Regions from separate parts of the Mus musculus genome. Here all the other regions are linked to region 4. Evidence: chromatin contacts called from public Hi-C, HiChIP or PLAC-seq and promoter capture Hi-C data. All regions are on one chromosome and are shown on one strand. Each heading gives the region's core, a stretch centred on a gene start, on an enhancer-like site or on the middle of the called end of the contact. The rest is flanking DNA. Distances are from core to core; before and after follow the strand shown.

Region 1 (2,724 bases), core at 5-2,504, 630 kb after region 4:
CCTGCATCCATCTGGGAAATCACCACTGTGTGTCTTAGAGACCAGGAGGAAGCAAATATTTTGGTCTCTTCTCTGGTTCCTGAGTGAAACCAAATGCTATGTACACAGAGCTTGCAGAGGCTCTACCAGGGACAGAAGGAGTATGGAGGGAATGTATGCCAGCCTGGGTACTTCTCTGGTTCTGTTTGCTCATCTCAATACCAGTTTGTCTCCATCACTCTCTCCTACCAAACTGTTGGGTTCCAATGTATTCAACACATAGCTTGTCATCTACAGATGTTCTTCATTTACATAAACACTGTTGGTTTTCCATCTCCATCTGTATCTTGCTGTTTGTTTGTGCATAGCCATTTTCTTTTTCAAAATGTTGATACACTGCTAAATGAACAGCTAATATCTTGCTGCTAAATGTGAGTCAACCTTATTTTTCTTAATCAGTACCATAGAAATGAGCCCCTACATCTACTGTCAAAACACTGTATAGATCTACCTAGCCCTCCCTTCAGGTTATTTGTCTGAATATCACAGAGATATACACTCAGGACCAAAAGGCTAAGGCTATGGGATATACGTCCAGAGATGAGCCAATACAAGGGAAGTGTTCCTAAGAATGATAGCACACTATACTACATGAGGGGCATCGAGGAGTCCCATATATCTCTAGGCCTTCTGGACTCCATGTTCTCCTCTAGTTTTACTTACTACATCATCTTGATAAGAAGATATGATCTGATAGCTTCCTCAAAAAGACATAGCAGAGATACAGGTTGAGAAAAAGACTTTCCAATTTTTGATTTAGCTATTACAATGTGATCGTGTGTGTGTGTGTGTGTGTGTGTGTGTGTGTGTGTGTGTGTGTGTAGAGAGAGGGGGGAGGGGGAGGGGGAGGGAGGGGGAGAATGCATTGCACAGTGCAGAGTACAACCCAATATAGTTAATTCTCTCCTTCTACAATGTGAGTCCTTGGGATTCCACCTGCTGAACTGAATCCACCAGGCATCAAGCTTAGCTAAGATATCTTCTCAGCGAGCCCCGGAGATTCCGACGTCCCCACATGCCCAGTGCTAGATCATGAACCAGCACCACCATGCCAAGCTTACTGATGTGGATTCTGGAGATTCAGCTCAGGTCTCCATGCCTGCAAGAGGCTCTTGGAGCCCCCATCCCTAATATGTGTGATGCATATGCTGTAAGCCCATGTTTTCAGGCTGTCTGCTCCTAGCATTCCATTGTTGACTTAGCCTCCAGCTTTTGCAGGGCTGTCCAATCAGTTTCCCATCTGCCTCTCTCCAGCTTCCTGAATTTTACAGCTCTCATCTCCTCCCACACACTTGTCACACTCAACTGTTTTTAGTTTGCTGTTTCTCTTTGCTATCGTTTTGGTGAGGTTACAGGAAAGTAAAGAAATAAATGCCCAGGTAAATCCACTTCTACCATCCTGCAAAAGAAGAAAGTAAGTTGCTGTTGCAGCTAACAGATTTAAAACTGCATTTTTAGATGCCATTCAAGGTCACTGCACCTGTCCCCTTTCTCCATAGACAGATGGATAGCTGGAGAACAGAAGGTGCCAAGGAACACATGTATTCTTTTCTCTGAAGAGACATTATCGTGTACCCCCCACCCTGCAAAAAATAAATAACAACAACAACAACTGCAATTACATTGTTTCCTAACTCCATTACTGAAGAATATGACCTTATTTGGAAACAGGGTAATTAAAGATATAATTAGTTGAAATGAGGTTATAGACAGGAGAGAAGCAAGCTGAGATTTGCCAGACCTCTGTCACTATAAACATGGAGTGGGACATGGAACAGACTCTCCCACCCTCTGGAAGGAAAGAGTCCAACTGACATCTTAATTTCAGACTTTGAGTCTCCAGGACTAAGAGACAACGCATGCCTGTTGTCTTAACTACTCAGCTGCCAATGTTCATGTCAACAGCTCTGAGAAACTAACGTACATTTTGGTGTCTGCTTGTAGCTGATGCTATCATGTCACAATGCCTGAGTTACATTGAGCACGTTTTCTTAGAGACTTGAAATTGTGAGTAATGGACTTATGCACTTATTTGAACTGGTTTCCAAGAAATGAGTGTGCAAAGCTGCTGGGTACCGCCTTTCTGCTCACAGAACAACGTGGAAAGAGAGGGATGCTCTGAAGAAGAGATGCTGAACAAAGAACAAATGGTACTGGATGACACGGAAGGTCTGCAGCCTCGTTAGGCAGCAAGTTCTAGAAGCAGGCTGAGGTTTATCCTGACATCCACCTCTAAAACACTGCAAAGGGCTCAGACCATAACATCACTGACCCAGGGCAAAGGGGAGTAGTCACTGAAGACAAATCTCAGGGAGAAAGCATCCTACAAATGCTGGCAGCCTTTGTCATCACTGAGTTGCAAGCTCTCTTAGACCAAAAAGGCCTTTGCTCCTCTGATGTTTCCCCTTAGAGTGCAATGTATATCCCATAGTTGTTCATCTGAACTTGAATCGGGTATCTTGTTTTCTGAATTTCTCACATTGACATGAGAGCAATTTTGCCCAAGAATGCCAAATTTCCTGGGTGCAGCTACATCTCAATTAAATTTTAAGACAATACTTTGGGCTCCCAGAGTTAATTATTATATTGATAGAATCTGGAAAAGAGTTGGAGGCTGTTGAGACAATAGGGTGAATGTGCTTTTTGTGTTAAGAAACTATGACATTTTGCAAAAGACAGGGAAGG
Region 2 (2,700 bases), core at 170-2,669, 570 kb after region 4:
AGCTCACTGTGTTTATTGTCTAAGAGGGGATCCCTCAGCTTTGTGCTGTGGTCATCTGCTACCATACCTGCCCCAGCATCATGAACTCTCCTCTTGGAAGTACAAGCTACTTCTACAGAAAGAGTAAGGTTTCTATGTAATCTTTATTCACACTGCTGACAGTCTGGAACGGGATTCATTCACTACACAAATCCAGTGAGAACATGGGTAATCGTCATTCTGTATTTAACCTCAACTCGATTACAGGAGAAGAAGCAGGGTGGGAAGAGGGGGAGAGGGAAGAAAGAGAGGGAGGAAGAAGAGAAAGAGAGGAAGAGAAGGAGAATACCTTGCAAAGCTGTGGAGAGAATGAGCTAGTGATAGCACAGTTGTTTGAACATAAGGGACTTTCTAATCAGAAGATGTGAGTTCAATTCTGACACCAAAATTTCATTTATTAGAATAATAATGCTGGTCTTTCTATAGCACCTAGTTGATGTGAATTTATAAACTAAAAGTAAAAATGAATTTTATATACTCATTGTCATTAAAAATTAAAATATATATTTGTTTTAGGATGCATGCTAGAATTATTAAATATTCAATAAATGATATGAAGAGCTCTATTCATTATAAATACGATGATTCTTAGAAGATACCACGGGGAGATCTGATGGAAATGTGTTTGTTCAATAAAAAGTGAAATCTATTGTGTATACAATCGCAAGATAAATTGCAGTGAATCACAAACATTTAATGTTCAACTTTGGGTTTTGGTGGCTTTCAGTTTTGTTTATGAGGACAAATCCTAAGGCTCTTAGGATTTATCATTATCTTCTGAGAATGTGAATAGCTATATTTAGATTTTCACACATATATAGAAAGGGCAGTTAGCAAGGTCTTAGGAGATCATACACTCACTCAATTACCATCACCCTATTCAAGGATGACAATAACAAAGAGGAAGTCTGAGGACTTGTCAAAAGCACACCCACAGCTTTGGCTTCAAGTTTACCCTGTTTCTAATGTGTTATATAATATTTAATAAAAATATGATCATGCAGTGGAACTGGCACTCAACCTAACATTGACCATTTACCCCTCATAATAAAAATTTTCCCTAAATTTTATAGCTAGAAGATGATGTTTTGATTGGAACCTAGGCTTTTATTGTTCCATATCTCTTTATGCAAACCTCAGATAGCCCACTGTGAGAATTCTTTCTCTGGTCTCAAGTTCTCCATTCTCATACAATGTCCATAGAACTTCGAGAACTTCTCACAGGCCACACACTTCCCTAGGTGAGTCCCAGTATTAAATGTGGACTCCAAGAGTGAGTTAATCAGCTTCCTGTCCCCACAAAATACAGAGCAGTCCCTGAGAAATCAGTCAGGGGTGGGTTTACGTATATGTTCTGAAATTCAATGGACAGTTTAGACAGCTTGGAGTTAGATTAATGACTAATACTAGTGTATGATGCTTGCGTTAGACTGTATGAGTCACGCTGTGTTTGGGATCATTTTGAGAATGATGGGCTTAAAATGCCAAAGGATGATAATACCAGACGCCACCTCACCCAGTATCCTAGTAACATTATCATCAAGGCAGACAAGCAGAGAACAGCTCCCAACAGTGAAAGAGTCAAGTCAGAAGACCACTACTGGTAAACATCAAGACATTCCCCTTACTGCCAAGAAGAGAACACAGAGAATGGGGCCTGGGGAGGGAATCAGTGGTGGCAGTGTTCACTGGACACCAGGAATACAACTTCAGCCAGCTGGATCTAGCAGGAAAATGGCTGCCGTGCCAGGCTCCCAGGATGGAAATTTGCATGTAGGAGTTTCATTTGGCAGGGGTTTCAGGAAGAAACCTCTCAGAGAATGGGGGATGCAGGATTAAACAAAGATGAATTCACTTCTGATGGAACTATCATCTCTAGACCTGGACAGCTCCTCAGAAAGGTCTAAAATTGGGTTCAGTGCCTCTGAATATTATCACTCACAGAACTCTGGGTGTCTCTAAGAAGTATATTTAATCCTCTGGGTCAGCTTCCTTCAGTTGCATACAGTTCATAGTGAGTATCTTGGAGTTGCCAGCAGTCAGTGATTACAACTGCTGGGGCACCTTTGTGCCTTCATCCTGAGGGAGACCTTGAATGTGACCCTCAGAAGCCACCTCTAAAGCTATCTGTTTCCTTCTAAGGGCTCTGTAACTCTCTATCCCCAGAGAACCTGAGCAGTGATAGCATTTTTAAGGCTGTGAATGTTCATTCCCCTTCATCTCATGTATGCGCATGTATTCAGAGATAAAAACATTTTTGAGACTAACAAATTATAGGAAAATTTCAGGAAAGGGAAACTCTGAGCTCTTCACAAAGTGGCCTCCTCAAGAACAAAATGTCATGAGATAACTTGGATATCACAAGGGGTGATAAATGCATAGATTGGGAAAACAGTTGTAGTCACAAATCACCCTTACTTTCAAAGATTCATGATCAAGAAAGGGAAGATGGGAGCTGAAGAAATGGCTCCACTGATAGAACGTATCTCCTGCACAATCATGAGGGACATGTGGCCCAGAATTTGATTCCTAGCAACCACTTAAAATATCAGGCACAGCATTGTATGTCTGTAATCCCAGAGCTGGGGAGGGGAAGAAAGGTAGATCCCAGAGCCCACTGATGACCCAGCCTTGCTGAATCAGTGAGATCCAGGGTCAGGG
Region 3 (2,760 bases), core at 86-2,585, 670 kb after region 4:
TGTTGATGGACACTTGGGTTGCTTCCAACTCTTGTGGGGTTTTTTTTTTGTTGTTGTTGTTGTTGTTGGGTTTTTTTGGTTTTTTTTTTTTTTTGGTTTTTGGGTTTTTTTTTGTTGTTGTTGTTTGTTTTTTTGTTTTGTTTTGTTTTGGTTTGGTTTGGTTTGGTTTTGGTTTGGTTTGGTTTGTGAAAGCTTCATTAATTTCTGCAAACAAGGCACCCAATCTGTTTTACCCTCTTTCTGTTCCCAACAGCCCCTTCGTATTTCTCCCTCTCCAGACTTTGCCCAAGCCCAAATGTCATTCCTAACCACAGGAAACCTCATTATTCCTTGCTTCCATTTGTCTCTGTCCATACAATGAAAAAACTCAAACTTAAATTTAAAATAACTAAAATAAGCTCTTTAAGATAATAACTAAAGCAACAGCAGAACCCACAGTTTGCCTGTGACAGAACTCCATGATCTAGACAGGAAGCTAGAGGAAAGCAGAAGATAGCCTCAGGTATCTCCCCGCCTGTATCTTGTTTCTGCCTGTATCTGTATTACAGGTTAAATACATAGAATATTCACTTTGAGTAGCCTTCACAGGGGGTCAGCAGTGCTGTGATATATACAGTTTTATCAATAGCAACATCATTATTTTGGTGCCAGCGCTGAACCAGAGGCTCATTACCAGAATTCCACAGGTTGTGGTGTACCTAACTAGCTAATGTGACTTGAGCAGCTGCCTAGGTTTCAATGAAAGCAAGAGTCAAATCATTAGTTCTTATTGCTGTGCAGAGTTCAGCGAGGCCATCGTCCATTATGCTGTGTCAGGAACACAGTAATCTTCATTACCTTACAGTTAATTCTACTGTTTCCACCGTTGTCCTCTGACCATTTCATGGCATTAAGACCACATATCAGGCCATTGTAGTTGGTTTTTTCCCTTGATAAGCAAGTGTCATGAGGACAGAGACTTTGCTTAATGGTAAGCAGCTTGCTCTCGTCCCTGTAACAATGCCCATTCAGTAGGCATCCAATATGCATTTCTGAGTGTACTGATGAGGTTATATAGCCTTTGCCTAGACATGGGTGAGACTAAGACTTAAGGAACCAATTTACCCACAGCAAGGTGAAGATGCAAGGTTCATCTTCCTTTCCTCTCTACCTGTCTGCCTTAGTGTGGCCAAAGGCGAAGCCCCTTCTGCTCAGCAGACTGTCTAATGACTTGGAGCTTAGGAATACTCTTCATTCTCCTAGCCCGACATTTCTCCGCCAAGTCAGAGCCCCTCTGACTGGGTTGGAAAGAACCTCAGCTAAAAGCCCTTCAGCTGAGCACCCGGCAGCTTCCGTTTGCCTGAGATGTCACACTGCTGGCAGCGTTTAATTCAGATGAGAAGTGACACCCACATCCTGATGCCTCAGCTGCCAGCAAGAGGCTAGTGACAACTCCCATTACACAGAAGGGTGAGCCAGGTGTCCTAGAAAAGCTCCTGCCTCCCAAATCCCATCTACCTAATTAAATTCTCTCTGCAGTCTCCGGATCCCTTCCTCTATGTCAAGCCCCAATTCTGCTCTTTAAAAAAAAATGAGATACTTCTGTGATGCTGCTCTGCAATGACAGAGTGGAAGTTGGGGACCAGAGAATCGTAGAGGCCAGGTGACAGGAGTGAAAAAAGGATAAAGGATTTGGGAGATGAAAAATGAGCATAAAATATACCCATCTCCAACTTTAGCAAAATGTGTGGTTTTGTTTTGATTGTGCATGTGGGAGTGCCTATGGTGTGCATGCATATGTGCATGCATGTTCTAGGGGGGTACTCACTCATGTATGTTTGTATGCACATGTGTGCATACACCCATGGAAGCCTGAGGTTGCTGTCTTCCCTAATGCAGTTCACACTATGTACTGCAACAGGGCCTCTTCCTGCACTCAGAGATCTAACTAACCAGCTCGCTTCAAGGGTTGCATTTCCACAGGAGATGCACAGGTCCTGAAGGTCCAGCTCAGGCCTCACTATTGCTGAAGCGATTTACTGCCTGAGCCATCTGTCCAACCCCCAAAACATGTTCTGTGTAAAGACATCAAAGAAAAAGACCTTTTCTTTGTCTTAGGAATCCTATGTCTTAGGGCTCCAGAGGGAGGTTCCACATTGGAGAGAAACCATGGCGGCAGGAAGCCAGAGCCCAAAGCTTGCTGATTACATTTCAGCCACACTCCTGGAAAACAGAGCAAACTGCACGTGGGGTGAGTCCATGAGCCTGCAAAGCCCTGTAACACCGCCAGTGACATCATTCCTCCAGCAAGGCTCCGATTTCTAAAGGTTCCATAACCTCTCAAAACACTTTCACCAACTGGGAACTGAGTGTTAAAGTACCTGACCCTAAGGGAGAAAGGGGTCATTTGAACTATGACCAAACATGTTCCTCGTATGTTCTGTAGGCTGCTTGGATGTGTGTATTTAGAAGACCTTTAAGTGAAAATGTTATTATTCACCCTAGATACCTTAACTTTCATTTTTTCTTGTATGTCCTGAAGCAGGGAGAGGCACTTAAGGTCTTCCTCCAGTGAAGAAATGGCAGTGTTGAGAAACCATGACAGTAAAGGAGCCTTGAGCTAGTCAATAAAAAGGCTGGGTTTATTTCAAAGCTCTTGTTACTGATGACAATATCCTGGTATCAATAGTGTGTGTGTGTGTGTGTGTGTGTGTGTGTGTGTGTGTGTGTGTGTGTACATGTATATATGCAGGTGTGTGCAAGTGTATATACATCTGTTAA
Region 4 (2,777 bases), core at 19-2,518:
TCTGCCACAGCAGAACAATGATTCAGGAATTTGAAATTAAATCTGCATTCATTACCCAACATTCTCACAGCCTATATTAAAAATAGTAGACACACAGGAAGTCCCCAGTTAGCATCTCCTCTAAGTTTTCAGAAACTCAAATTATTGAGTCTTCTTTCTAAGAACCAGCAAAGACGCTGAAGGAGCATCTAACCAGCTATTCAGAGAGAATTCTCTCATCCAAACCGATTGATTTCCATCGATAAGCTATAAGGACCCGATTCAAAAGACCACCTCTGCAGCCCGCTTTACCTTCCCACTCCCTTCTGCTCTGCAGTCTCCACAGCAGCACAGGGCTCTGTCTGTTCTCGGGCTCCTTTCATTGCAGAGTGAGATGCCCACTCCTTCATTAAACAGCGTTAAAAAACAGACTGCAAGGAACTCCTCAGTGCAGCACGCTCTAACAGGGTGATTGCTACAGTTCTCAAGTAACCACACTCAACTGAGATCTATGACAAGCAGTCACTGAGAGATTGGCAATGTGCAAATCTAATAAAACACACACACACACACACACACACACACACACACACACACACACACACTTGTCTGGGTCTGAACTGAATTACCAGCAAAAAGAAATCACCATATAGTGAATGAAATTAAGTCACCAAGAAACCTAATGGTATTCCCCGGAGGAGCTGTTTAAGTTTCTTTAAATATGCCTCATCCAAAGTACTGTTAAATAAGCACTCACCGAGAGGAATAGTTACTTTGTCATTCGGACGACATAAATCATACCCGGAAAGGAGAAACTAAGACATGTATAATACAATGGTCTAAAGCAATGCCTTTAAATTTACACAGAAACCAAATCATATTAGCACAGACGAGCATAGCAAGAGATGATCTTTTCCCAATCTTTGAGAATGGAAACATGTATCACTTTAAAAAGACATCTAAATGTATTCTCTAGAAATATAAAAATAGCCTGCCAGTCAAAGCGATTAGAAAGCAAAGGAAGATGAGGACAAAGGACACTGAGAATCAGACATAAGCAGGTACATACCTTGAAGGGCTACATAACCCCGAAGACAGGGTCTCTCATGTTAAGATCACTCTGCTATTTGAAGGAAGCATAACTAGCCCTAGTGCCTTCCAAATGACTGTCTTTCATGAAAATGACATTAGCTAAAATGCCACTCAGACATCAAGCCCTATAGTAACATAATCCTGAAAGAGAGGGTCTACTTAGGCTGAAGAGCATATCAAAGGCTCTCTGATTTTCACAGAATTACAAAAAAAAAAAAAAAAAGGAAACAAGAAGTGCCTCCCTGCCTGCCCTGTCTACTTTGCTGCTTACTTAAAGCAGTAAACTGCAGAGTTGGGTTCCAAGGCAGATGAGGAAAGGGTGGGCACAGTTTAGATTTATTCTGCATTGGAGCAAAATTTGAAAAAAAAATACAGATTCATTTCCATTCTAGAGACTGTCATTCTAGCTTGCAGAAGCTGCATCCTTTGAGAAGGCAGAGAGCGAAATGATGGTCTCCATCTGCAACACGTTCTTAGGGGGACCATTTCTAGCAACCTCACCGTACACCTCCCATCCCGCCATGACATTACCTTCCTCATTGCTTTTTTTTTTTCTTAAGACTTAGGCTCCAGTCTTAGTCTGTGTCTGTAAAAGGTGATCAAGCTTTGAATTTAATACATCCGTGACATCCATGCTAAGCCATGTAATTTCTCTTCCGAAGAAACTTTTTAAAACACTTGCCTGATACAGATCCAATCCTACTATCACATTTATCACCCGAGACAGATAACGTTACACCAGAGGCTGTCATGGAAATGACTTCAAGATTTAAAAAAAATAAAGCAAAAAATTATCCTCCTCTCCCTCCCTTCTCCGACCTCTTGGGACCCAGGACCTCTGTGGTAACTGAGGAAAGTGACAAGTTTTCAACTGAAACAAGAGAATGTCCAAACTTGGCACCATAAAACCCATATAAAATTACTGGAAACTTCTGTTACAGAAAGCATCGTCCCTTTCAATTCCCTTCCCAGATTTCAATTTCTGCCTGCTTTGAGGGAAAGAGAGTCCACCCATGCCTTCCGCCGAGACATAGAAACAAGATAAACAACACAGAAACGACAAACAGGTCAAAGGGAAAGCACAGATAGATGGTAGAAAGAAAAAAAAAGGGGGAGGGGGCAGCAGAAGCAGAAAGCCCCAACAGCCAGACACAAAGGGCTTGTGATGCTCATGTCGGAAGACTTGGCTCTTTACCTGAAGGAACAGTGGAGTGACCCAGCGTCCCGGGTGCCTTGACTGACTGGATTTCGTTTGGGGCTTTTGTGAGTAATTATTGTTTCTCAGTGAATGCTTTGGTTGGGTCAGTTTGGTTTGTGGCTTGCCTTTGTTGTTTGGTCGATTTATTTTAACTGCTAGCAAAAGGAGCCCTTGGCTTGGAGGCAGGGGTCCTCGCGCTGCCCAGGCACAGCGCTGGTGGGGAACGCGTGGCTGCGGCTGTTGGACTGTCACCGCTCCGGACGCTTGGAGGTCTTCGCTGCTAGAGAGTCTGTATGTCACCACAGGCTGCTGAGCTCCTGTCTGTCTATTTGCCTGTCTGTCAGTCTGTCTGCTTCAGGAAAGGGGTTGGGGGTGGTGTCCAGGCTTTGCTCTGCTCCTCTCTCTTGGGAGTAGCCACCTTCTCCTGCAGCCAGTCCTTGCGCTGATCTGTCCGCCCCTCTGCGACCTGTGGTCCCACCAGCAATGCGGGAACCAGGTGACTGTCGTT
Region 5 (2,785 bases), core at 25-2,524, 590 kb after region 4:
TATTTCATCACATCTCAATATAGTTCATTATTCCTTCACTTTACTCCCTTAATATTTTGTATTAGAAGTTTACACACACACACAAGCATGCATGTCTGTTTATTCCTTATTGGTGTTGAGTTCTTGATAAAAGAAACAGACCCTTCATTTCTTCCTATATCCAGTGCCAATCCTGAACCAGCATTCCTCTCATAAACACTCATTCGGATGGAATTAGCGCATTTAGTTTTATATCTCTAGGCTCTGCTCCAAACACAATTGTATTAGGTTTGAAGCTTTCCTGCGCTGTCCTTGATTGTATATGTACTTGACTGAACTTGATTGTTCATAAAGTACGTGGTCATGTTATGCTTCTACCCTAGAGAATCTGAATAGTAATAATTATTTCATAGGAGGATCATAAAAACCAAATGAGTTGAGTAGTAGCAGGTACTTGACACAGTTCCTGACATGTTAAAAAAATGTGAATGTGTGTTAGCAGTCCCAATGCCACTGCCACATTATTATCAGTTTTAGCTATGCACACATTAGGTTGCATAGCCACCTGTGCACACATTAGGGAGTATGTATGGAGCTCTGACGACAATGTGTTGTCTCTTGATATGTCTATCACCATTACTGAACATAGTATAGCCTCAAGGGAAATCACTCTGCCAATTCATATGGATTTCCTTGGCCATCAGTGACTGAATATCTATTGCTCCACTAATATTTGTCAAATGAATGGTAAGATGAATGAAAACTGTACATAATAAGGCACTGAGAGACTAAGAGAATATTAAGTCTTTTTAGTGATTTCTGAAGGAGTATGAAGGGATGTCAGTTAGGACTGGGTTCTGCCATTTTTATTCTTAAAATAGAAAGACCAGGATCATAGTGCTTTAAAAAAAAAAAACAAAATAATATCCATTTTTCCCTCACTGATTCTTCTTTAGACTCCCAAGACTCAAATAGCACATTCTGCCAACTACCTTATCTTTCACAAGTCAGAGGCCACTGTTATGGTTAACTTCAGGCTCACAATCCTCGTTCTCGGGTGGGGGGGGGGAGATAACAGGGCACGTGATTACCGGCAGCTCTAACCCCACACCTCACTCAGAGGATCCCAATGATTATAGATGAGAAGGTAATGCCAACTAAGTCCTGGCAGTGACTCTCAGCGACTCTCCTTTCTGCTCTTATGTGACAAGTGGCTCCCAGACAGACAGTCAGGTGGACCCAGGATGCCCTTCATGCTGTCAAGAAGCAGCAGCCTCCTGCTGGTTAACAGCTGAAGCCTCGCCATCTCATTCAGAATACCATTCCTTCGACCCAGAGCTGGGACTCTTTGAGATCCTCACTCCTGCTGTGAAGAAGGCTGTTACCAGATGACAGAGCTCTGCTGTGGTCCAGGTATCTGGTCGTGATGGAGTTCTGTCTGTGAGGAGCATCTGCCTCCATCCTGCCAGAAACCAGACACCCCTTAACGAATGCAAGAAAGAAGCCCAAAGTCAGCTGTAGGTCTAGTTGACACCTATTCTCCCTTCATCCAGTATTTCTTAAATTTAACATTAGGACCATCCTGTCAAAATGCAGGTTCCAGATGAAAAGCTCAGGGGTTAAGCCTGAGATATGCATCTGTAACAGTTCTTAGATGCTGCTGCAGCCTCTGGCCTAAAGAAGGCACCAAGAAGCAAGGATTTAAAAAAAAAAAAATCACATCTTAAATGTCCACTGACTCTCGGGTTTCCGCTCTCATGACTCTTATCCATCATTTCCTAAGTGAAGCTAACATGTTTTTCTGACCTTCCAATGACCTTAATGTCTGAAAAAGGGATAACTCCTGAACACAATACTTGTGATACTCAGTGATTTTAAAATACAAACACCTTAAGTTAAGTTTAAAGAAAAGGAAAACCTTAGGAACCAATTATTCAATTTACGTAATAATTATCAAGGCAATGGGCTATTCAGTTCTGCTGTGATTCTGAGGTGTGAAATGGTCCTCCACAGGCTCATGCTTTTAACCACATGATGCCCAGGCTGTGGAGGTGTGGGGGAGGGTGTGAAATCTGGAGAATGTAAGGCTTACTGGAAGAAGTGAGCAACAGGAATGGAGCTTAGGGTTTTAGTGCTTACAGTGACTTCCTGATTGTTCTCTGTTTCTTAACTGCAGACACAATTTTAGCAGCCTCCTTCTCTGCAAGTATGGCTTTCAATTCACCTTGTAGGCCAGGATGGCCTTGTGTTCACAGACATGTACAAGTCTGTGTTTCTTCAGTGCTGGCATCAAACCATGAGCTTATACTGGGATCAAACATTTGGCTTATACTGATATCCCATGCAGTGCCAAAGCTTCTAGAAATAGAGTATATAGGTCAAAAGATGGTAAATGCCTCAAAATCAAATTTATTTTAATTTAAGTCGCCAATTAATTATTGACTATTCCAAGATGAACAGGCAACATATTTTTTTTTCCTTCAAGGATTTCACAATATCACAAGATGAATGAAAACTTGTGAGAACAGAAAGAAAAGAAGACACATCTCAGAATGTTCTGGAACATAGTGAGGAGACTATGCTGAGAGGTACTGAACAGAAAAGAAAAGAAGAAGGGCATCCCTTTTGTCTCTCCCAGTGTGAGACAAGTAATAGCAGCAATGTCACCTGGTTCACTTCCATGAACTTCAGAGCTTGGCAAGGTAATCACTACCTTAACATAACAGAGTTTAGGGTCTTAACTCTTTAAGTGTGGATTCTGGATCACCAGGGTCAGAGTTACCTAAGACCTGAACTTGAATCTATA
Region 6 (2,901 bases), core at 59-2,558, 920 kb after region 4:
TAAAACAGAGCTGACAGAAAACTTGCACAGGTGGCCCTGTCAACATTCTGTCAGGAAGGAAGGAAAGGCCCAGGAGGGCCCACCTCTCCCTGAGGATGTGCAAGAAGCTACTGTAATGAGGGCATGGAGAGAGATTTTCTTTGGTGGTGTAGTTATTGATAAATTGTCCATGCCTCTATAAGTAACCCTTCATCCATGCCCCTATATCCAATCCTTATGAAACTCATTGGAATGTACACACACACACATGCACACACACACACACACACACACACACACACCACTCATACACTCATGTGTTATTATTGGGGGTGGGGGGACAATGTTAAAGTAGAAGGGGACCAGCTAGGTAGGATGATGTCAGCATAAATGTGAAGCAGGTAAAAAAAAAAAAAAATAAAAAAGACCATGAGGGAGGTCAAAACATATTACATGTGTGCATAAAAATTTCATATTGAAGAGCTGGGGAGGAGACTCAGTAGTCCAGAGTGTGTGACCCATTTGCAGAGGACCAGAGTTTGTTCCTCTGCATCCCCTAAGATGGCTCACGACCACCTGTCACTCCAGCTCCAGGGGAATCTGATGCCCTCTTCTGGCCTCTGCAGGCACTGCACTCAGATATATACAAACCTATACCAATACCCATACACGTAAATTAAAATGCTAAAAATGAAAAAAAAAATGTCCTTTAAAAAGTTAAATATTACAACGAAACTCATTATTATGTACAATCAATGCATGCTTTTAAAAATAAGGGTGAAGGTTGGTAAGGAATTAAAAGGACATTTAAATCATTTTCCTTTTCCAGAGTGGCAAGCCAGCCCCACATCCTTAGTTCTTTATCACCAGGGAAGGTGTGGGAGGTAGAAAGAAAATGGGGACCCTCTTCCCGTGGTGCCTGGATGGGACCAGTGTGCAGCAGACCAGGAGTTGCAATCCAAAGCAGGAACTGATAACAAAATTCTAATCCCTTCAGGCACACACTCTCGTTTGTTCTCTTCCCATGATTCCGGCCACCTGCTTCTTGCCTCCCTCCTTCCCACTTCAAATATACAGGTAAAAGAAAACAGACCCACTGTGTGAATCCAAATCAGCATCTGGTCGCAGAAATTGAGAAATGGTCTCTAATGAATTTATCCCTGGGACAAAAAGAAAACAGTAATTAGGCCGAACATCGGAAAAGTGCTTGCCAGCGCACTTTTGTGCTATGGTTTCATTTTATCTTGCGGGATGAGTGGAACCGTAGGTAAGACACGCTCCGAACTGTGCTCCGGACCACGCAGGTGTTCAGTGGGAGCCACTCTCCCTCTTTCTTGTTTCCCAGTAGACCCTCCTGCTGTCACCGTTCCAGCGTGCCTCTGGGCTGTCACTTTCTGTTACTCTCCGAAGTGAAAACTGGGGCAATATTATTCTCTTCCTTCCACGATAACAAACAGAATCCTACCAAATCCCTTTAAAATGAACCTGCAGACATGAGAGTGACAGGTTTTATAAATCATTCTAATGGGGAGAAACTACACCCCTCCTCTGCACAAACCCAGCCTGGGCCTGTTCCACGGCGCCTGCCATATGGAAGCAGTTTAACTCAGCAGCCCTTACCAGGAGATCTCATCAGGACCTGTGTAGTCTGAATGTTTGCCGTGTGATAATACAGACCACCAGAAAAAAACAGGACGCTGAAGTTGTATGACTTTAGCTGTGTCTGGGGGGGGGGGGGGGGGAGGAGAGAGTGGGGAAGGGTGTCTATGTGTGCTAACACAGAAATAAAACTCTATTGTAAGGAAATGTTAGGAGATATTGCCTTTTTTTCTACTACTGCCTACAGAGGTATTCTAATTTGCTTCTCCATCACTGTGATAAAAATACTTCTCAAAAGCAACTTGGGGAGGCAACCGTTTGCTTGGCTCACACTTCTGCTTCATACCCCATCGTGAAAGGAAGTCAAGGCGAAGGGACTGAAGAAGGAATCGTAACGCAGGAGCTGAAGCAGAGGCCACCCAGGGGTGCTGCTTACTCGCACCCCATTGCTTGCTTAACTTGTTCCTTATAGAACCCAGGACCACCTACCTGCCCAGGGTGGCACTGCCTACAATGGCCTGGTCCCTCCCACATCCATCACTAACCAAAAAAAAACGGAACTGACAAACTCAAAATCCAGTGTCTTTCCTTGGCCATGCAATGTGTTCATCTCTCAGCATACATACCCTGCAGGCAGAATTAACCAATTGTCTTTCTATGCTCCCAGGGCTATGTGACTGATTAGCCCTAATTCTACAACTCAGCCTTTGTACGATAGGCCCCTTCACAGGAACGAAGGCCAGGCAACATCTTCATCTTTATAATCGCCCCTAGGCTTAGCGTGGGAACTAGCATTTGCTAGGTGTTCAGCAAATGTACATGGAATTTAAATGAAATTTAAAAGCATGAAGCAAATACAATAGCTCCTAACATACTCTAATGATCCATGCTGTGGGATGTCCCACCCACCCCTTCTCCAGGTATAGTGTGTGTGTGTGTGTGTGTGTGTGTATGTATTATATGTGTGTATGTATTATGTGTGTATGTGTGTATATATTATGTGTGTATGTGTGTATGTATTATGTGTGTATGTATTATGTGTGTATGTATGTGTGTGTATGTATATGTGTGCATGGGTATGTATGTATGTGAATGCATGTGTTGTGTGAGGTGTATATGTGTGTGTATGTATGTGTTGTGTGTGTATGTGTGTATAGGTGTGTATATATGTATATGTGTGTATGTATGTATATATGTGTGTGTATGTATGTATGCATGTGTATGTATGTGTGTATATGTGTATGTTGTGTATGTGTGTATGTATATATGTGTGTATGTATGTATGTATATGCATGTGTGTATGTGTATGTTGTGTATGTGTGT
Region 7 (3,010 bases), core at 428-2,927, 850 kb after region 4:
AAGCAGCAAGTGACCAGGGTGCACAATAATGCCAATCTCAGAGAAAGGATCATATGACTTTCCTCCCTTGCCGCCTCCCAGATCCGCTCTTTAAAACACACCAATCTGCGCTGCCGTACACACTCTTGGCTGTATGCCCATCCTCCAGAGCCCCCTCTACCTATCAGGGGCCACATCCTTAAAGAAAACTGACTCTTCCTCTCCTGGAAGAGAAGCTATCAACTCTCAATAGCTCCTCAGCTAAGAGGAAGACTTCAAGACTACCTCTTCTCTCTGTGCTGGGATTCTGTTGGGCTTGACCAATACTGGGAATTATTAGTTCAGTAATACATCCAAAAGTTTACACATACTAACCAAACAGAGTTTATCTATGACATTCAAGATTAGTCTAGTATATAAAACCAAATAATGAGAGATGGTGAGGGTACCTATTGCCACCACATGTCTATGCAATATGAATGTACTGACAGAAACAATCACACAAGAAAAGAAAACACCAAGCTATCCTAATAGTAGTTTAAATCCCTAATGACCCTTCTGCACTTAGAGGTGTGTGTGTGTGTGTGTGTGTGTGTGTGTGAGTGTTTATGTGTGTGTGTGTGTGTGTTTACCACCAACCGTGTGTGTGTGTGTGTGTGTGTGTGTTGCCAGTTAGTTGTATTTTTTGTTTGTTTTGGTGTTTGTTTCTGTTTTGTTTTTCAGATGAAGTCTCACTGACCTGAGCTTAACAAGTAAACAAAGCTGCCTGGTCAGCGAGCCACTGAGATCTGCCCATCTCTGCCTTCTGAAGCTTGGGATTATGAACTTTTATTGCTATGGGTTTGGGGGATGGAATTCAGGCAAGGCAAGTGCATTCCTGACTCCCCAGCCCCCTAATGACTCCTTTCAAAGTAAATGTTTGGAACTGAAATATGAGTTCAATAGAATTGTAGGGCATAAAATCAACATGCAAAAAAAAAAAATGAGTTACATGAATAATGACCTACTCAAAGGAGACACTAGGCAATGATCCCATTTGCATGAGTCCCTTGTCCCCAACAATAAAATACACATACACAAGAACCAATATAACTATGAAGGGGAACTACCTATACTCTGAAATGAGACAAAGATCCACCCAGGAGAGAGAATGAGATGACCACTACAGAACAGACCTGACCTCACTTCACACGGCCTTCTACACGGAGGAGGCTGCACCATATTCCTTTGCCCCACTTATTTAAATATAAGGTTTGTTACTAGAGAATAGCTGACTGCGTGATACATACTGATGTGTGGCCAGCATCACTCCTGAATGTCAAGGAAACCTATGTTTGTTTTAAATGTACAACCCTCTACTACCAGCTCTTCCTTAATTAGAATTTTCCTGAGTGTTTAAACCTAGGCACAAACATTTAGAGCAAGCTATTGCCATGCATATGAAAATGAGGGTGCTGTGGAGGTAATTAGGAGTGTGATCTGCCTCCCTCGGCCTGCTTACTCCTAAGATTCCCTGTTTCTTTGGTGATCAGCCAGCTTGGCTCAGCTAATGCTGGGTGCATGTGTCCAGTTTCCTTTGTTTTAAGAAATTGACATCTCCAGAGCCATTTGAAGACTATAACCCAGGTTGACAGGCACAGATTCTGTTCCACAGGGATGACCCCACCACCTATGACATGGCTTATGCATATACATAGTGTCTGCCCCACCCACCCCTGCCTCCCCTCATGCACACACATAGTGTCTGCCCCAACCCATGACTCCCCTCATACACAAACTATTTTTAGAATCCTGAAAAGAAACGGCTAGAAACTCTTACATCGTTGTCCTGAAGTGTGATTTTTTTCCCATATATGACACATTGATCAAAACAGAAGAGAACCTTTCCTAAATTCTCTGAGTCAGACTTTATAAGTAACATCCGTGAGGCACGGTACATGAACAACAGTTCTTTAAAGCAACAAGAAATGTGACTTTTTCATGAATAAAAAATTGAGTTTGAACTTGGGTCCACCGAAGCCTTATTTAACTCAGAGCTCTTAAACCTCATGTCCTTTGTTTATGTGATACTTATATTTCAGACTCCAGGCGGTTCTTCCAGAAGAATTATACATTCTGATGCATTCATCCATCACACACTTCCGACGTTAGATGTATTTTTAGTGTGCCCAGCTTGCCCAGAATGAATATAACAAGCATGTAATGTATCCTGAGGTGGGAATGAAATTGATAGAAGCCGGGTAGGGGTGATGGAAAAGAGGAGGGTGGTGGAAAGATGACTCAGAGTTCATGAGCTTTGGAACATGAAAGGCTCTCTAAGTCATGGAAAAGCACGCTCAAGAGCCCACCAGAGCAAGACTCAGGGCCTGCTCAGCAAACAGCCTACAGCCAGGCAAGACCTAGCAGAACTGGAAAGGGGCATGCTAGACAAGCTGTTGCAAAATGTGCTTACAGGGCCATCAAGATGGCTCAGCAGTGAAAGTGCCTGAAGCAGAGCCTGGAGGACTGAGTTCTGTCCCCAGAATCTAAATGGTAAAAGAACTAACTGACTCCCAAAAGTTGTCCCCTGACCTTTACATGAAAACTGTAGTATATGTATACACATGTACATAAATACATACATGCATATATATATACACACATGTACAATATATAGTAAATGTAAAAATAAACTTTTAAAAATAAACAGAATGATTTTAGTATGGTTCAGATTTTAAATTATAGCCAAAAGTAATGAAATGAAGTTTTAAACTAATTTGTTTATTTTTAATTGCCATAGATAGATAGATAGATAGATAGATAGATAGATAGATAGATAGATAGATAGATAGATAGATATATAGATAGATATGAGAGAGGGGGAAAGAGAGAAAGGGAGTATGATATGACACATTGACTGAAGTGAACATTGTATAAGATGCAGTGAAGCTAATTAGCATCCATCACCTCATCAATTTATCAGTCTTGTGATTAGATCATTAAAAATATCTCAGCAATTTTGCAATCTACAATAGCTATGACCCATAGCACA

The links. Promoter capture Hi-C pulls out the DNA fragments that hold promoters and counts their contacts. Hi-C and Micro-C count contacts between places; a contact is called where the count stands out from the background. HiChIP or PLAC-seq counts read pairs in DNA pulled down with a chosen protein or histone mark.
Region 1: a contact with region 4 is called in a promoter capture Hi-C map of hippocampal neurons, with 12 times the contacts expected there. The contact joins the enhancer-like site here to the promoter of Arpp21 in region 4. A contact is called at or near these places in 8 of 39 promoter capture datasets (3T3-L1-derived adipocytes, the C10 cell line, cranial neural crest and 5 more), 2 of 484 Hi-C or Micro-C datasets (cortical neurons and forebrain), 3 of 115 datasets of contacts at active chromatin or transcription factors (embryonic forebrain, forebrain and neural progenitor cells) and 1 of 9 other capture datasets (liver).
Region 2: a promoter capture Hi-C map of hippocampal neurons shows a contact between it and region 4, with 11 times the contacts expected there. The contact joins the enhancer-like site here to the promoter of Arpp21 in region 4. A contact is called at or near these places in 7 of 39 promoter capture datasets (HPC-7-derived erythroid cells, cranial neural crest, embryonic stem cells and 3 more), 5 of 115 datasets of contacts at active chromatin or transcription factors (T-cell acute lymphoblastic leukemia, embryonic forebrain, embryonic hindbrain and 2 more) and 3 of 9 other capture datasets (adipose tissue, liver and pancreatic islet).
Region 3: a contact with region 4 is called in a Hi-C map of cerebral cortex, with 2.8 times the contacts expected there. The contact joins the enhancer-like site here to the promoter of Arpp21 in region 4. A contact is called at or near these places in 6 of 39 promoter capture datasets (embryonic stem cells, hippocampal neurons, liver and 1 more), 1 of 484 Hi-C or Micro-C datasets (cerebral cortex), 5 of 115 datasets of contacts at active chromatin or transcription factors (SST interneurons, embryonic basal ganglia, embryonic forebrain and 2 more) and 2 of 9 other capture datasets (adipose tissue and liver).
Region 5: a Hi-C map of cerebellar granule neurons shows a contact between it and region 4, with 4 times the contacts expected there. The contact joins the enhancer-like site here to the promoter of Arpp21 in region 4. A contact is called at or near these places in 7 of 39 promoter capture datasets (3T3-L1-derived adipocytes, cranial neural crest, embryonic stem cells and 4 more), 9 of 484 Hi-C or Micro-C datasets (cerebellar granule neurons, cerebellum, cerebral cortex and 2 more), 4 of 115 datasets of contacts at active chromatin or transcription factors (VIP interneurons, embryonic forebrain, embryonic hindbrain and 1 more) and 1 of 9 other capture datasets (adipose tissue).
Region 6: a promoter capture Hi-C map of hippocampal neurons shows a contact between it and region 4, with 16 times the contacts expected there. The contact joins the enhancer-like site here to the promoter of Arpp21 in region 4. A contact is called at or near these places in 6 of 39 promoter capture datasets (the 3T3-L1 cell line, embryonic stem cells, frontonasal cranial neural crest and 3 more), 4 of 484 Hi-C or Micro-C datasets (cerebral cortex, cortical neurons, frontal cortex and 1 more), 5 of 115 datasets of contacts at active chromatin or transcription factors (embryonic basal ganglia, embryonic forebrain, embryonic midbrain and 2 more) and 2 of 9 other capture datasets (liver and pancreatic islet).
Region 7: a contact with region 4 is called in an H3K4me3 HiChIP or PLAC-seq map of forebrain, with 7 times the contacts expected there. The contact joins the enhancer-like site here to the promoter of Arpp21 in region 4. A contact is called at or near these places in 7 of 39 promoter capture datasets (the 3T3-L1 cell line, the C10 cell line, embryonic stem cells and 3 more), 2 of 484 Hi-C or Micro-C datasets (cerebral cortex and cortical neurons), 4 of 115 datasets of contacts at active chromatin or transcription factors (embryonic forebrain, embryonic hindbrain, forebrain and 1 more) and 2 of 9 other capture datasets (adipose tissue and liver).

Annotation. Positions count from the first base shown.
Region 1 is chr9:112,863,872-112,866,595 of GRCm38.p6, forward strand. No RefSeq gene overlaps it. Among named protein-coding and RNA genes, the nearest start is that of Gm36251, 260 kb to the right of the region's middle. Within about 2 kb of position 1,255, at least 9 of the 459 cell types and tissues checked have an H3K27ac peak or open chromatin away from gene starts, as enhancers often do. A contact at or near this core is called in cortical neurons and hippocampal neurons, where this site is marked.
Region 2 is chr9:112,802,997-112,805,696 of GRCm38.p6, forward strand. No RefSeq gene overlaps it. Among named protein-coding and RNA genes, the nearest start is that of Gm24957, 280 kb to the left of the region's middle. Within about 2 kb of position 1,420, at least 5 of the 459 cell types and tissues checked have an H3K27ac peak or open chromatin away from gene starts, as enhancers often do. A contact at or near this core is called in hippocampal neurons, where this site is marked.
Region 3 is chr9:112,904,771-112,907,530 of GRCm38.p6, forward strand. No RefSeq gene overlaps it. Among named protein-coding and RNA genes, the nearest start is that of Gm36251, 220 kb to the right of the region's middle. Within about 2 kb of position 1,336, at least 4 of the 459 cell types and tissues checked have an H3K27ac peak or open chromatin away from gene starts, as enhancers often do. A contact at or near this core is called in cerebral cortex, where this site is marked.
Region 4 is chr9:112,232,044-112,234,820 of GRCm38.p6, forward strand. It overlaps Arpp21 (cyclic AMP-regulated phosphoprotein, 21), which reads right to left and starts at 1,269. Exons shown (of 21, transcript NM_001362020.1): 1 at 1,049-1,269. It also overlaps a transcript of 2900079G21Rik not described here.
Region 5 is chr9:112,825,492-112,828,276 of GRCm38.p6, forward strand. No RefSeq gene overlaps it. Among named protein-coding and RNA genes, the nearest start is that of Gm36251, 300 kb to the right of the region's middle. Within about 2 kb of position 1,275, at least 7 of the 459 cell types and tissues checked have an H3K27ac peak or open chromatin away from gene starts, as enhancers often do. A contact at or near this core is called in cerebellar granule neurons and cerebellum, where this site is marked.
Region 6 is chr9:113,156,348-113,159,248 of GRCm38.p6, forward strand. No RefSeq gene overlaps it. Among named protein-coding and RNA genes, the nearest start is that of Gm46133, 17 kb to the left of the region's middle. Within about 2 kb of position 1,309, at least 23 of the 459 cell types and tissues checked have an H3K27ac peak or open chromatin away from gene starts, as enhancers often do. A contact at or near this core is called in cerebral cortex, cortical neurons, forebrain and 1 more, where this site is marked.
Region 7 is chr9:113,079,649-113,082,658 of GRCm38.p6, forward strand. All of the region lies in intron 5 of Gm36251 (a long non-coding RNA gene), which reads right to left. Among named protein-coding and RNA genes, the nearest start is that of Gm36251, 42 kb to the right of the region's middle. Within about 2 kb of position 1,678, at least 4 of the 459 cell types and tissues checked have an H3K27ac peak or open chromatin away from gene starts, as enhancers often do. A contact at or near this core is called in cortical neurons and forebrain, where this site is marked.